Linked DNA regions of Mus musculus: region 1 is linked to region 2. The links are chromatin contacts, called in public HiChIP or PLAC-seq maps. All regions are on one chromosome and are shown on one strand. Each heading gives the region's core, a stretch centred on a gene start, on an enhancer-like site or on the middle of the called end of the contact. The rest is flanking DNA. Distances are from core to core; before and after follow the strand shown.

What was found. HiChIP or PLAC-seq counts read pairs in DNA pulled down with a chosen protein or histone mark.
Region 1: an H3K4me3 HiChIP or PLAC-seq map of bone marrow-derived macrophages shows a contact between it and region 2, with 2.0 times the contacts expected there. The contact joins the enhancer-like site here to the promoter of Hspa13 in region 2. A contact is called at or near these places in 2 of 15 datasets of contacts at CTCF or cohesin (CD8 T cells and the G1E-ER4 cell line), 7 of 484 Hi-C or Micro-C datasets (ECoMG-derived neutrophils, the G1E-ER4 cell line, LSK cells and 4 more), 3 of 115 datasets of contacts at active chromatin or transcription factors (bone marrow-derived macrophages, microglia and regulatory T cell precursor) and 3 of 9 other capture datasets (adipose tissue, liver and pancreatic islet).

What each region holds. Positions count from the first base shown.
Region 1 is chr16:75,876,074-75,882,655 of GRCm38.p6, reverse strand. Samsn1 (SAM domain, SH3 domain and nuclear localization signals, 1) reads left to right here. Exons shown (of 8, transcript NM_023380.2): 4 at 3,430-3,559; 5 at 6,079-6,230. Among named protein-coding and RNA genes, the nearest start is that of Samsn1, 30 kb to the left of the region's middle. Within about 2 kb of position 4,970, at least 87 of the 459 cell types and tissues checked have an H3K27ac peak or open chromatin away from gene starts, as enhancers often do. A contact at or near this core is called in CD8 T cells, the G1E-ER4 cell line, Th1 cells and 4 more, where this site is marked.
Region 2 is chr16:75,762,115-75,769,009 of GRCm38.p6, reverse strand. Hspa13 (heat shock protein 70 family, member 13) reads left to right here and starts at 2,192. Exons shown (of 5, transcript NM_030201.3): 1 at 2,192-2,275; 2 at 3,726-4,066. The coding sequence starts at 2,251.

The DNA of each region.
Region 1 (6,582 bases), core at 3,721-6,220, 110 kb before region 2:
TCATTTGTTGAAGACTCGTCTTTCCCCATCATACATTGTCAAAGTCAGCTGATCATCATACACAATGTTGTCCTAAACAGAGTTCATTCAAATAAAGTTTATATATAGACTTTCAGTCTATAATTTTAATTTGTATGTCTTTTGCTCATTTTCTCTTTTCAGTGCTTTCCTGGTTTAATTCTGACCCTAGTATTCTATCACAGTAACATCTTTGGATTGCCAAACACAATGTCATTTTACTTTAGCTATAGACACAAGTGGTAATATGCTGACATAGAAAATATTCTCTTGGTTGCTTTGAGCATTTTTTCTCTTTCACACAGTTCTTTTTGGTTTTTCTCTGTTGCAGTCTCTCTGACAATGCTGCTGCTTCTTTTTTTCTTTTTTTCTTTCTCCTTTGAAATGGGGTTTCTCTGTATAGCTCTAGCTGTCCTGCAACTCACTATGTAGACCTGGCTTGCCTAGAACCCAAAGATCTGCCTGTCTCTGTCTCCCAAGTTCTAGGGTTAAAGACATGTTGCATCACCACAACACATCTCCAATGCTTCTTAAAATCCTGGAGGCTCCACTAAATATATTCTGTCCTTTTTTGTGATTTTAGACATGTCTATTGTTTTCCAAAGTGTCTCTAGGAAGGACTTCTTCATTTGATTGCTATATTCAATCAACCAACTGCTCATTTGATATTCTCACAGAGATGTCCAATAGATATCACAACCTTTGCATATATCAAACTTTGAAATTCTCAGCACTCCCACTGGAAAACAATTATTGCTCACCCATTATTTCTAGTTCCAAAGAACAATATTTTCATTCTTCTAGATGCCTAAACATGTAATTTGAAAAAAAAATCACTTCAAATTCTTTCTCCTATTCTGAACACCAACTTATCAAAATATCCTCCTGTTCCTAATATCCAAAGAATACTTGAAACTATTCTTTTCTCTTCAAACCTATACCTGACTTAGACTAAGGCACTAGCCCCCCCTGCCAGCATTACCACATCAGCCACCTACGTTGTTCCTATTATCTCTCTAATAAGATCCAGTCTGTACAAGAAAGCCTGGAGTGATGTCTGAAAAGCAGGACCAGAACATAGTGGGACCCAGATTAAAACCTCAGTATATCTTATTTAACAATCCCTTTACGATAGAGCAATGAAACAAGTCCCTTTTTTTGGAACTGACTTCCAATAATAAGAAAATCACCAAGGATTTCCAAGGGGGCAAAGCCTGTGAGCGCTAAAGAAGGGTCCGTGCAAAGGGCAAGCCTTGCCATGACAAAGGAAGCCTGGGAGCTATGAAAGGAGGTGGGGAGAGGAAGATTCAGTTTCTCTTGTCAATCCACTTCTGAGAACATTTGGCAGATGTGTTGGGAATTCTTGAACCAACGCTTCCCACTAGAATCACCTTCCTTTTCACCCAGAGGATTCATAACTATTATTTACATGAATTCAGTCCCCAAGGCAGTGCAGGGTCTAGCTTCAGTATAAACCCACAGGTAGATGCAAAGGGGAATGACCGGAACGTCTCAGGTGTATTAGTCACATTTGCTGTTGCTAATGACATAACACAATAGACTGGTTATTCACAAAAAGCCTTATTTTGGTCATGGGTTATGATCAAACAGAAGGGACCACATCTCATGATATTCGTTTTGGCGATAGGGTTTCAACACAGCAGAAGAGGTCATGCAGTGACAAATACAGGATTGTGTGTAGATGTTTTAGTGCCAATTCCTTTGCTAGTAAATCCATTGATCCCAGTCATGGAGGCTCTGTTCTAATGACCTCATCCAATCAAGACCACATCCCAAAGGCCCTGCCTCTAAACACTGAATTCAGATAAAGTTTCTCTTTTATGACACTGCACAGTGGAAACTGGATGTACATGTGAGTTTTGGGGGATGGCAAACAAAATGAAATCCTAACACTCAGTCTCTAACCCCCAAGGCTCACATGCTTCTCACAATACACATCACAGTCAGTAAGGTGCAGCCCCATGGCAAGAGGTCTGGGTACCACCTTCCCATGGCCAGCACAGGGCTCTAGGATGTTCTTCCTTCCCTGCCTTGAGAGTTAATATGCAATGCCCTCCTTTCTTTCACTCTACTAGCCTGAGTATCGAGGTTAATTGTAAGTTCAGGTTTGTTTCTATCTTTCCATTTGCTTAGAGATGTATCTTTAGAAGAAATATATAAGTTGTATTTTCTCATAATTGAGGTCAACATATTATAAAAGAGTATCTTCATACATTTTAGGTGGACTCTGGGGATTTGTTATCTTAGAGTTGAAGTCTTTGAAATTCAATTCTCCTAAATCAACTAACCCTCCTCATTCTTGCTTGATTTACTAGTTCTCTTACATTCTATAGCCTATCTCCTTCACAGCACATATATGTATCATACCAATGCTTTTATGTTATGTTATTCATTATTATTATTATAATTTCCAACTACTTTAACGACATATAAACTATAGCTTGTACAGTATGCATGGCCCATTTAGACTAGAACATAATTTATTAGAGGCAAAGTCCTTTTACTCTGTTATCTTGTTTATTAATGTATCCACAAATTTTAGAAAGGTCACAAGTACCTATGCTGTGCTTTATAAACGTTCCCTGAATGACTAAATGAATGAAGACTAGATAAAAGCAGAAAATCAAACTAAGTCTATGTATATTATGAGTTTTATCAATGCTCAGTAGTGCTCAAAAATAAGACTATTGAATTACATAAAGATGAGCATTAAGAAATTCATAGGGCTTTGTCCAAACTTTCTAAAAATGGAAAACATTTGAGATGTTTTCAAGGAAATGCAATTTGTTTTGAAATTGTCTGTCTTTTCTAATTTTATGCAAGATTTGGTTTTCACTTGACTAGGTGGCAAGCACAGTATGAGATTTGTAAAGCTCCTTAGATAAGGCTGACTTTAGAATTGCAAAGTGAGCATGTTTTATTCATATCTAGTGATCTGGTAGCGTGCAAATAACTGACATGAAACAAATGTGCAGAGTTTAAAGCTGTAGTACCAGATCTCAAAGGATTAGTAATGGTGGCAAACAGATAAGAAGAACATGAAAAGTAACTGCACTTTATGCAGAAAAAGCATTCATGCTACTCCATCTCACATTTCTGACTAAGTAATCTTGATATGATATTCATCTTTATTTGCAAAAATATAGACCATTATAATTGCAGTTGAATTCCACAATAAGTAATGTCTCATCTAGGGAATTTTCCCAAGTATCCTCTAACTGTTTTCCTAGAAAATGAACTGAAGATTAATGACCCTCATATTTTATGCTGATGTATTCATGAGTGTTTTATTGTTTAAATGTATCTTGCTTGTTGAGTCAGTGCACACAGTGAACCTGTCTGTGGAAAACTGATCTGCACACTTAACCTCTGATACCTTTTCTCCTGAAGGAGGAAGAAAGTGGAGAGGAAGCCCTCCCATATCGGAACAGTGATCCCATGATTGGAACACATACAGAGAAGATCTCACTCAAAGCCAGCGACTCTATGGACAGTCTTTACAGTGGGCAGAGTTCATCAAGTAAGGCCAATGAGTAAGAGGTGTCATGGCAGACATGGAGCCTGGGATAAGCTAGTTCAAAACAGTGAATGCTCACTCTGAGGGTGTTTATCAAATTAGAAACAAAGATCCAGATACATGACAATAGAGAAGTTGGAAAGGTTAGAGCCTTGACTATACATGGACTTACTAGTGATTGTGATACATAGCACAACATATTTCTGATGCTATAGCCTACAGGGATCTGGTGCAATGCCTCAAAAAGTTCATCTATCTATTTATTTATTTATTAGATATTTTCTTTATATACATTTCAAATGCTATCCCGAAAGTTCCCTATACCCTCCCTCTGCCCTGTGGAACAACAATATGAAATAACCAGTAGCCTCAAAAAGTTCTTTTAGGTAACAAAGTCTGATATAAAACTTTTATGCTCTGAAGAACGTAGTGTTATCTTGATTCAAAAGACATAACATTATTTGAAATAGAGAAGTAGACGACTATTCTTTATTTTTCTCCCATGGGCCTTCTTTGATTGTTTTCTTTTTCTTTTTGTCCTTTCTTTCCTCCCTCTCTCATTCCCCCACTCATTTCTGTCTGTCTGTCTGTCTTTCTTTTTGTCTTTTTTTCTGCCTGTCTTTCTCTCTCTATTTGTTCTTTCTTTCTTTCTTCCTTCCTTTCTTCCTTCCTTCCTTTCTTTCTTTCTTTCTTTCTTTCTTTCTTTCTTTCTTTCTTTCTTTCTTTCTTTCTTCCTTCCTTTTTTTTTTTTTCAAAACAGGGTTTCTCTGTGTAGCCCTAGCTGTCCTGGAACTCACTCTGTAGAGCAGGCTGGCCTCAAACTAAGAAATCTGCCTGCCTTTGCCTCCCAAGTGCTGGGATTAAAGGTTTGTGCCACCACTGCCCAGCCCTTCCTTCTTTTCTTCCTTCCTTTCTTTCTTTCCTTCTTTCTTTCTTTCTTTCTTTCTTTCTTTCTTTCGTTTCTTTCCTTCTTTCTTTCTTTCTTTTCCTACTTTTCTGCAAAGTGCAGGACATTTGCCTTAATTCTGTCGTTTCCATTTACTGTTAGTAAGTAGAGACTGGTGCAGTGAATAATACTGTGTGATAGATACGTCGCCAGTGGGGTGGGAAAGGAGATTAGCAGGAACTATAAGTGTGGAATCAACACTGCTATTGGTCTAAGAAGGACATTACTTAACATCAGTTACATTTTATGCTACAACAGTTACAAGAAACTACTGATAGTGCTGGTGCCTCATATATTTTATATAAGTAAACTGTTATCTTTGCTCCAGTCCAGTATCTTCAGGACTTTCAAATGTCTCTGCAAAGATTATTTTCCAGTTGTTTTTAAATCAAGTACTTCTGTTATTCAAAGATGACTCACAAAGAACAGATGTTTTGAATATTCTCAATTTTCTTCATATTAGCTATACAATAGCTATTTTGTTGTAAAAAGCTAATGCTGACACATTTTAAGGATGCAGTGTGTGTGTCATTCAGATTTCATAAGTATCCAGTTCTGCTAGAAGTTTTCAAATTCAAGGTTGTGATACTGAATGTGAGAAGAATTATATGATTCCAACATACCATGCAAAGCCAGCACCCGTACACTAATCCAGAAGGGAGGTGTGGGGAGATAGTGTTTCACTCACATGCTACATTTCTATTCACACCCAATGTGGAACTTACAGGACTTTTGCCTTATTTCAAAATCCACGGCAGTGAAACTGCCGCTCTTGCCTCCTTGAGCAGCAAAAGGTCAACCTGAAAGAGGAAGTGAGGAGCCTGTGAGTGTGGGAGAAACAGCCAGGCACTTTCACTGCCAACAGCTGTGACACTACAGAAGGGAAGCAAAATGGAGCAAGATGGAATGCTCTCTGTGTTTGCTTTGCTCACTTTTTATTTTTCTCAAGTGAAGTTCAAGATCAGAAGGGAAGGGAGACCAGAAAATAAGCACCCAGACAGTTTGGAGGTTCACACATGTGGGCAACTCTCCTCTCCACCCCTGTGGCAAACAAAAGTATCACACAAAGATGTTTATAGGCAAAGATGTTTCTTTCATATGGTCTTTGGCACACAGTAAGAATTCTTGGAAAGACTTTTTAATCACAATTACATAAGTTGTATGGAACTCTGAAATGTCATGTGTTGATTACTTATGATCAATAACAACACAAAATGATTAAACTGTTTCTATTGAATTCTTTCATAGTTTCCAACTCGGAAATTATCTGTCAAGGTCAAAGTTTGAATCTATTCTTTGCTCCAACTTAGCAAGTGGAGCATTGATTGTTTAATGCCCTTTAAGGCAGATCAGATCCAAATGAGGAGATATTTTGAAATGAGATGGTATTGGAATAAGGACTATCTAGAGTATTCAGACTGGCAAGAAAGCATCAAACCTAGCTTACAAGACAGGGTTTCCGAAGGGATGTGACTGAGAACTGCATAAGGCTGGCATCCGTTGCTCCAGTTTGAGGTAATGGTACAGGAAGCTAAAAGCCTTGGAAGCTACAAACTGTTAACCTTTACTTTGTCAGGTGGAATAACAAGCTGTTCAGATGGAACAAGTAATCGGGACAGCTTCCGACTGGATGATGACAGCCCCTACTCAGGGCCATTCTGTGGCCGGGCCAAAGTGCACACAGACTTCACGCCAAGTCCCTATGACACCGACTCCCTTAAAATCAAGGTGGGCCAACATTACATATGCTTCCTGGTTTATCAAACACTAGTTGCATGATAGATTTTAGGGACTAACAGAAGTTGCCAGTAAAGATGTATGTTCTTTCGATACAGTAAGTTGGACTAGCTCATAGCAGGAAGAGTTTGAACTTAGTATGAACTAGGGTGTAAATCTCCTATCGACTGTGGCTGTTAGCATTAGAGAATACAAATTCTGCACTGTTTTGAACTCTGCAGCTCTTAGACGTGGCCAGCTAGATATGTCCACCTGATACATACTAGAGTAAAACAATGAAGCAAAAGAGGGAGAGAGGACAGGAACGATCTGGCAGGAAGCCAACAGTCAAGGCTGTGGGGAA
Region 2 (6,895 bases), core at 943-3,442:
TCCTCATGATACTGGCCCCATGGCTGGTGAATCTAATGCCTGTCTGCTCTTATACTGTTGGTTGGGCTATTTTTATGTGGACTGCTTACACCTGGTTACTTTGTATCTTTCCATCAATTTACAGCTTGACTCTCACATTTAAAAAAACAAAAACAAAAACAAAAACAAAACAAAAAAAAAAACAGCTCTAAAATACTGGAAGTTCTCTTCAAGGTAAAACTATATAGGTTTCTCCAGTCTTGCTCCTTCCCAGTGATCATATTATTTCTATGTCTCACAGCATGTTGAATTAAATTTCTGATTGCCTTCTCTCTATCCTTTATTGATGCCAATGGTTACCACTGTGCTAAGCACACAGTAACTGTTCGATAACATTTATTAAAATTATCATTACCCATCAAAATCATCAGTTGGATGTTTGAATTATGCTTTCTTCATTCTTCCTAAGAACTTTGGCGAATAGTAGTCATATATCCACATGCTTTTCATTTTTCACATGACAAAGTATTTAAAAACACTAAAGTGTATTATAATGGGTCTCTGTTAGCCATAATTCAGATATAAAATCATTATATATGTATGTGTGATAATATCTATCTGTAGATAGGTAGGTAGACAGATAGACATAGACCAACCTATCATAGATAAAGTACATAGATAGCTAGAAACTTAAAAGATACAAGATTTTACGCAAGTGGAAAGCCAGTAGAGGTTCTTTCCCACAACTAGTAGACCTGTCGCCAATTAGGACTATTGATTTGCACCTAGCCAGAGAAGCACATTTAAGTTTCTAGGACCTTAAGTGTTCATGAACTTTCCCAACAGTAAAGTCACGTCCAGGAGTCCTTAAGTCGTATCAAATATTAAACAGTGAGGGGAAAACATCATGTTTTATATACTAAAAACCACCTGTATCCTCCCCCTCAATAATTGTGGTTAATCTTTTCGTCTTGCTGGGATTCAGAATCATCATGGAAGTAAACTTCCGGGTATGTATATGAGGGCGTTTCTGACCTGATTAATTGAGGCGAAAAGACTTCGCCTAACTATGAGCACTGCTATTCCGACATCCAGCAGGTTCAAGGCTGAATTAGAGAGAGAGAGAGAGAGAGAGAGAGAGAGAGAGAGAGATGCCTTCGTTTCCTGTCTCTGCTTCCTGACTGGGTGCAATGGGGACAGCTGGTTAAAAGGTCTTGCCTCCGTGACTTCCTTGCTATGAGGAACTGTACCATTGAACTTTGAGCCAAAATAAATCTTGTCTTCTTCAAATTGCTTTGCTAACGTGTCTTATGGCGCCAGGGGAAAAGTGATCGGATAGTCAACACGTGAAAGGACGGACCTGTCCAGGAAGACAATTCTGGCCATTTATGACATAATTAAAACGAAAAGTAGAATGTATCTTTCCATATTAGTTGGTAATAGCATATGTGAATGTTAATATTAGATTTGAAAATATCTTGGATAAACCATGCGGTCCTGGACAAACTTCATTCCTGACGAGCCCGTGAAATAATTTACTGCCAACAGCATCGGGCTGGCATTGCATTTAATGACTGCAAGGATATTTGCAAAGCAACGAACAGGTACACCAGAGGTGGGGTCTCCGGTAGGACTGCCCCACTGTGGAATGCTAAGGGGACTTCGGAGGGCTTAGGAGAAGTCTATCTAGAATCTTGATTTCGACCAAAGACGCATAAACCTTAAAAAAGAGGCTGAACAACAAAACGAAACAAAAAACAAAAACAAACAAACAAAAAAACCGGAAGTTTGAATTCCCCGCCTGCCTGGCAACGCAACCCACCTCGGAATCTTAATTGGTTTTATCCTCTTTATGCCTTCCAAGCTCTGGACAGTCCAGAACTGCAGTTCCCACAATACAACGCGGTGAGGCGGGGCTACAGGGACTTTTTTTTTTTTTTTTTTTTTTTTTTTTTAACCGCGAGTAAGCTCGCAGCGTTTTGGGTTTGATGAATGACAAACTCTGGCCTTTCCCAGACGCTGCTCCCACAACAAAGCCTGGTTTGTTGGGCCTTCGTGCGTGGGGAGGCCGAGTCTTCCCTCACTGGCCTGAGTAAAATCCGCCCCGCGGCCTCATGGTAGATGGAGTCATTGCTGTGGTGGAAATCGTAGTTCCTCCGGCTAATTCGGAGCCGACGGACTACATTTCCCAGGAGGCTGCGCGACAGCCGGCGACTAGGGGGCGGTGCCTCCCATCGGTACAGTCATCCTTCTGCCTGTTCGGCGGGACTGATGGCCGGAGAGATGACGATCTTAGGTCAGTATCTCAGGGGTCCCTGCAACTATGGAAGTCGACGGGGAAGTTCGACGAGGTCTGGGTGGGCAAGGGTTGGTTGTCTCACTCTCTGAATCACAGGTCACGCAGCCGAAGGGAGCCTGAAAAGGGGGCTAAGGCTGTTTGGAGCTGGTGGGGGCGGGGCGTCTGGAGTCGGGGGTCTGACTTGCCGGAGGCCTCTTGGGGTCGTGCCACCAGCCACAGGTCTGAGAGACGAGGGCCTAGGAATGCTAACGACCTCGGTCTTGAATGGGTAGCCGAAATCGGTTCTCTGTGCGAGAACCCACTGTGAATAAGAAGGGGATCTCGAGATTGAAGACTCTTGGCTTCACTCGGGATGCGGAATTGGGAGGGATTCAAGTCCCTGTGCATTCTTAGATGGATTCTCTTTTGAACATACCGATTGGGAATCAACATTCCCTTGCCAAACGCTGAGATGCTTTTGAGATTTGTCTGTAGGTGGGAAGAGACAAGTGGATAGGTTCTTGGTCTGCTATGATGTGCCAGGCGTTGATTTGAAGGAGCTAGCAATTACCAACAGCACTACCGAGTGACATTATGGGTTTGAGTGGGGACAGGTGTATTACGCAGACTAGTGAAACCAAATCAGATATTAATTCTAAACTCAAAGTGATGTTCTTATTCGCTTTTGTGTACAATATGCCTGATGTTTCTATATGATCTTTTCCCTTAAATATTTGCTGAGCCTCTGCTCTTCATGGGCCGTACTATTCAATGGTGACTAGAACTTGCCTTCGGGAAGTTTACATATTGTTGCTATCAGGGTTAGCACTTGCATACTTCTTCCCTAATATCTATTTTGAAAAGTATATCCTTAATGAATGCTTATATATGCAAAATCTCTTCTGGACTCTATGAGGTAACAGTAGTGCCTAAGCAGTTTTCAGATCAACATATCCAACTTACGTATTTTATCCTTTTGAATGGGTAAAGACGATAACCAAACAGGTTAGACTTACATACCAAAGCTGTCTCTGTGGGAATTTCATAATGGCATTTCATTTTAGTAATAACAGGTAAAAACTGTTTATGAAGCTATCAATCTAAATAGCAATAATCCAAGAAAACTGGATTGTATTTAGCTTTAGTTTCACATTTGTGATATTTTCATTCAACAACAGCATAATGGTTATTTAAATATCTTTACATTTTATTCCTTTATTATCATGTAACGGATTATACAAAAATACATTTGTGAGGGCTTTTGGTTTTTGAGGGTTTTTTTTTTCTCCTTTGTTTTTAATTGTACCCCGATGGAATGTTAAAAACTTGATGTCCAAAAGAAGTAGCTAATAATCCTATAAAGTGAAATATTTTATGTTTTGTTTTAAAAGTGCTACTAAGAAGATGTTGCTATAGGTACAGTATATGGTGGTAGCTTCATAAAAACTTATCTTTTTACCTTTTGCAGGTTCAGCTGTTTTGACTCTCCTCTTGGCGGGCTACTTGGCACAACAGTATTTACCATTGCCTACGCCAAAAGTGATTGGCATTGACCTGGGTACCACCTACTGTTCGGTTGGTGTATTTTTTCCCGGGACAGGAAAAGTGAAGGTGATTCCAGATGAAAACGGGCATATCAGCATCCCCAGCATGGTGTCCTTCACGGACGGTGATGTGTATGTGGGCTATGAGAGCCTAGAGCTGGCTGATTCAAATCCTCAAAACACAATCTATGATGCCAAACGGTTCATCGGGAAGATCTTCACCCCGGAGGAGCTGGAGGCTGAAGTTGGCAGATACCCATTTAAGGTAGGAAACTAATCTACACTCTGCGTCCATTTGATTTAACGGTGCTGTTTGAATTATGTGTCAGGGAATTGTATTCTCTCAGTGAGAAATCCCACAGCAGCTGCAGGGTGGATCAGTTCAGTGACTTCCTGGTGCTACCAGGTCAGGATATGGGGCCTTGCTGTGCACTCATCCCGCCATCATCACAGTTCCAGTTAGTTCTCTCAAGACATTTTAGGAAGGATGCTGAAGCCCCGTGGACTGTGAATAGGTATTCTCTATGTGTGTACATTTTGTATGCGTACAACATTTGTACACTTGCTGTCGTGCTTTCTGGCTTATTTGAAGTGTGTCAGTATGTTACACACATGTAGTGCATGTACCTCACTAGCTTTAATGGCTGTGGAACTGCTATTTTATTACAGAGTTACTCTATCTCAGCACTACCTCTTATACTTTGCTAGTGTCACACTAATTTTTGAAGTTCAGTATATATATATACATATACATATATATGCGTATATGTGTGTGTATATATATGTGTGCATGTATGTGTATATATATGTATGTGTAGATATATGTATACACACACACACACACACACACACACACACATATATATATATATATCTTTGTGTCTGTTAGAAATTGCCTGCCTTATGGAATTTTGAGTTGGATATATATGTGTGGGTTTTTTTTTAATAGTTATTTTATTTATTTACATTCCAGACCTTACCCCCTTCCTGGTCCCCCCTCCCAACAGTTCCTCAACCCATTCCCTCTTCCCCTTGCTCACCCCACACCAGGCCTCCCCCTTCCCTGGGGCCTCAAGTCTCTGGAGGATTAGGTGCATCTTCTCCCACTGAGGCGAGACCAGGCAGTCTTCTGCTATGTATGTGCCAGGGCCCTCAGTCCAGCCCAGTATGGTCTTGGTTGGTAGCTCAGTCTCTGGGAGCTCCCAGGGATCCGGGTCAGTTGAGACTGCTGGTCTTCCTATGGAGTCGCCCTCCCCTTCAGCTTCTTCAACCCTTCCTCTGATTCCTCCATAGGGGTCTCCTACTTCAGTTGAATGGTTGGGTGTTCGTTGGGTGTAGGTATCTGTGTCTGTCTCAGTCAACTGCTGGTAGAGCCTCTCAGAGGACAGCCATGGTAGGCTCCTGTCTGTAAACACATCATAGAATCAGTAATAGTGTTAGACCTTGGTGCACTCCATGAGATAGATCCCAAGTTGGGCTGCTCACTGGACAGCCTTTCCTTCAGTTTCTTCTCCATTTTTGTCCCTGCAGTTCTTTTAGATAGGAACAATTCTGGGTGAGAAATTTTGACTGTGGGTTAGTAATCCTGTCCCTCCACTTGAGGCCCTTCTTTCTTCTGGAGGTGGACTCTTCGAATTTCCTCTCCCCACTGTTGAGCATTTTGGATAAGGTCACCCCCATTAAGTCCTGAGAGTCTCTCACCTCCCAGGTCTCTGGGACTTTCTAGAGGGCCCCCCCAACTCCCAGATGCTTCATATTTCCATTCATTGTCTTGGCCCTTAGGACTTCTCTTCTGCCCCCCGCCCCCCATACCAGGTCCTGTTCTCCTTTTCCCATCCTCTTCCCTCTCCCACTCAGGTCCCTCCTTCCCTCTGCCTCCTGTGACTATTTTGTTGCCCCTTCTAAGTGGGATTGAAGCATCCTCGGTTGGGCCTTCCTGCTTGTTGAACTTCTTACGCTCTGTGGGTTGTCTCCTAGGTATTCTGTACTTTATGACTAATATCCACTTATCAGTGATTACATAACATGCATGCCCTATTGGGTCTGGCTTACTTCGCTCTTTTCTAGTTGCATCCATTTGCCTGCAAAATTCATGATGTCCTCATTTTTAATAGTTGAATAGTATTCCATTGTGAACATGAACCACATTTTCTGTATCCATTCTGGTTTGTTTCCAGCTTCTCGCTACTGTTAATAACACTGCTAATGAACATAGCGGACCACGTGTCCTTGTGGTATGGTGAGCAGATACCCTGGAATGGCATAGCTGGGTCTCCAGGTAGAACTATTTCCAATTTTCTGAGGAACTGCCAGGTTGATTTCCAGAGTGGTTGGTTGTACCAGCTTGCAATCCAGCATCTCCTGTCACCTGAGTTTTTGATCTTTGCCATTCTGATTGGTGTGAGGTGGAATCTCAACATTTTGATTTACTTATTTAGGAATTTTACTTATATTCCCAGATTGTAGATCAGAAGGTCTGCATGCTCTTAACCTTTGCTTTTGGAGTGTCCGCATCTTCAGCAGGCAGTGTGACTTTCTTTACTTACTGAGGTAGGCCATGCTCTGTAGCAGTCACTGAACAGCCTCTTGAGCGGGTCAGCCTTCGCACCCAGGTCCGTGTTCCACAATCCACAACTGAAAAAATGGCATTTTGTATTAATTGTCTTTCCTTTGCTTTACAGGAATTATATCTAGTGGTATTTTTTCTTTCTTCTAAAAATTCTATTGGTTGATTGATTGTTTAATTAATACAGGAACTAAATTTGTAGACTTGTCTGACCTACAACTCACAAAGACCTTATTGCCTCTGCATTTCTTCTTCTTTGTCCTGGTTTGATATCTTTCTCTTTTTTTAATGACAATAAAATACCCTATCATCTCTGTGATGTCTAAGTTGTTCCTTTCAAAGTATTAGGCATACATGAAATCTCAATGATAGAAGAGTGGTTTTGATTCCTATAGTAATTAATTAGTATCAACTCTGACCCTTTGCACTGACTTGATTTTTTCCCCTTTTGGATTTCCATCTTAATGCTCTTATGTATTTATTTTTCAGTGTTATTTTTAAACATTTGATTTCTGTGGCTTGTTTCTC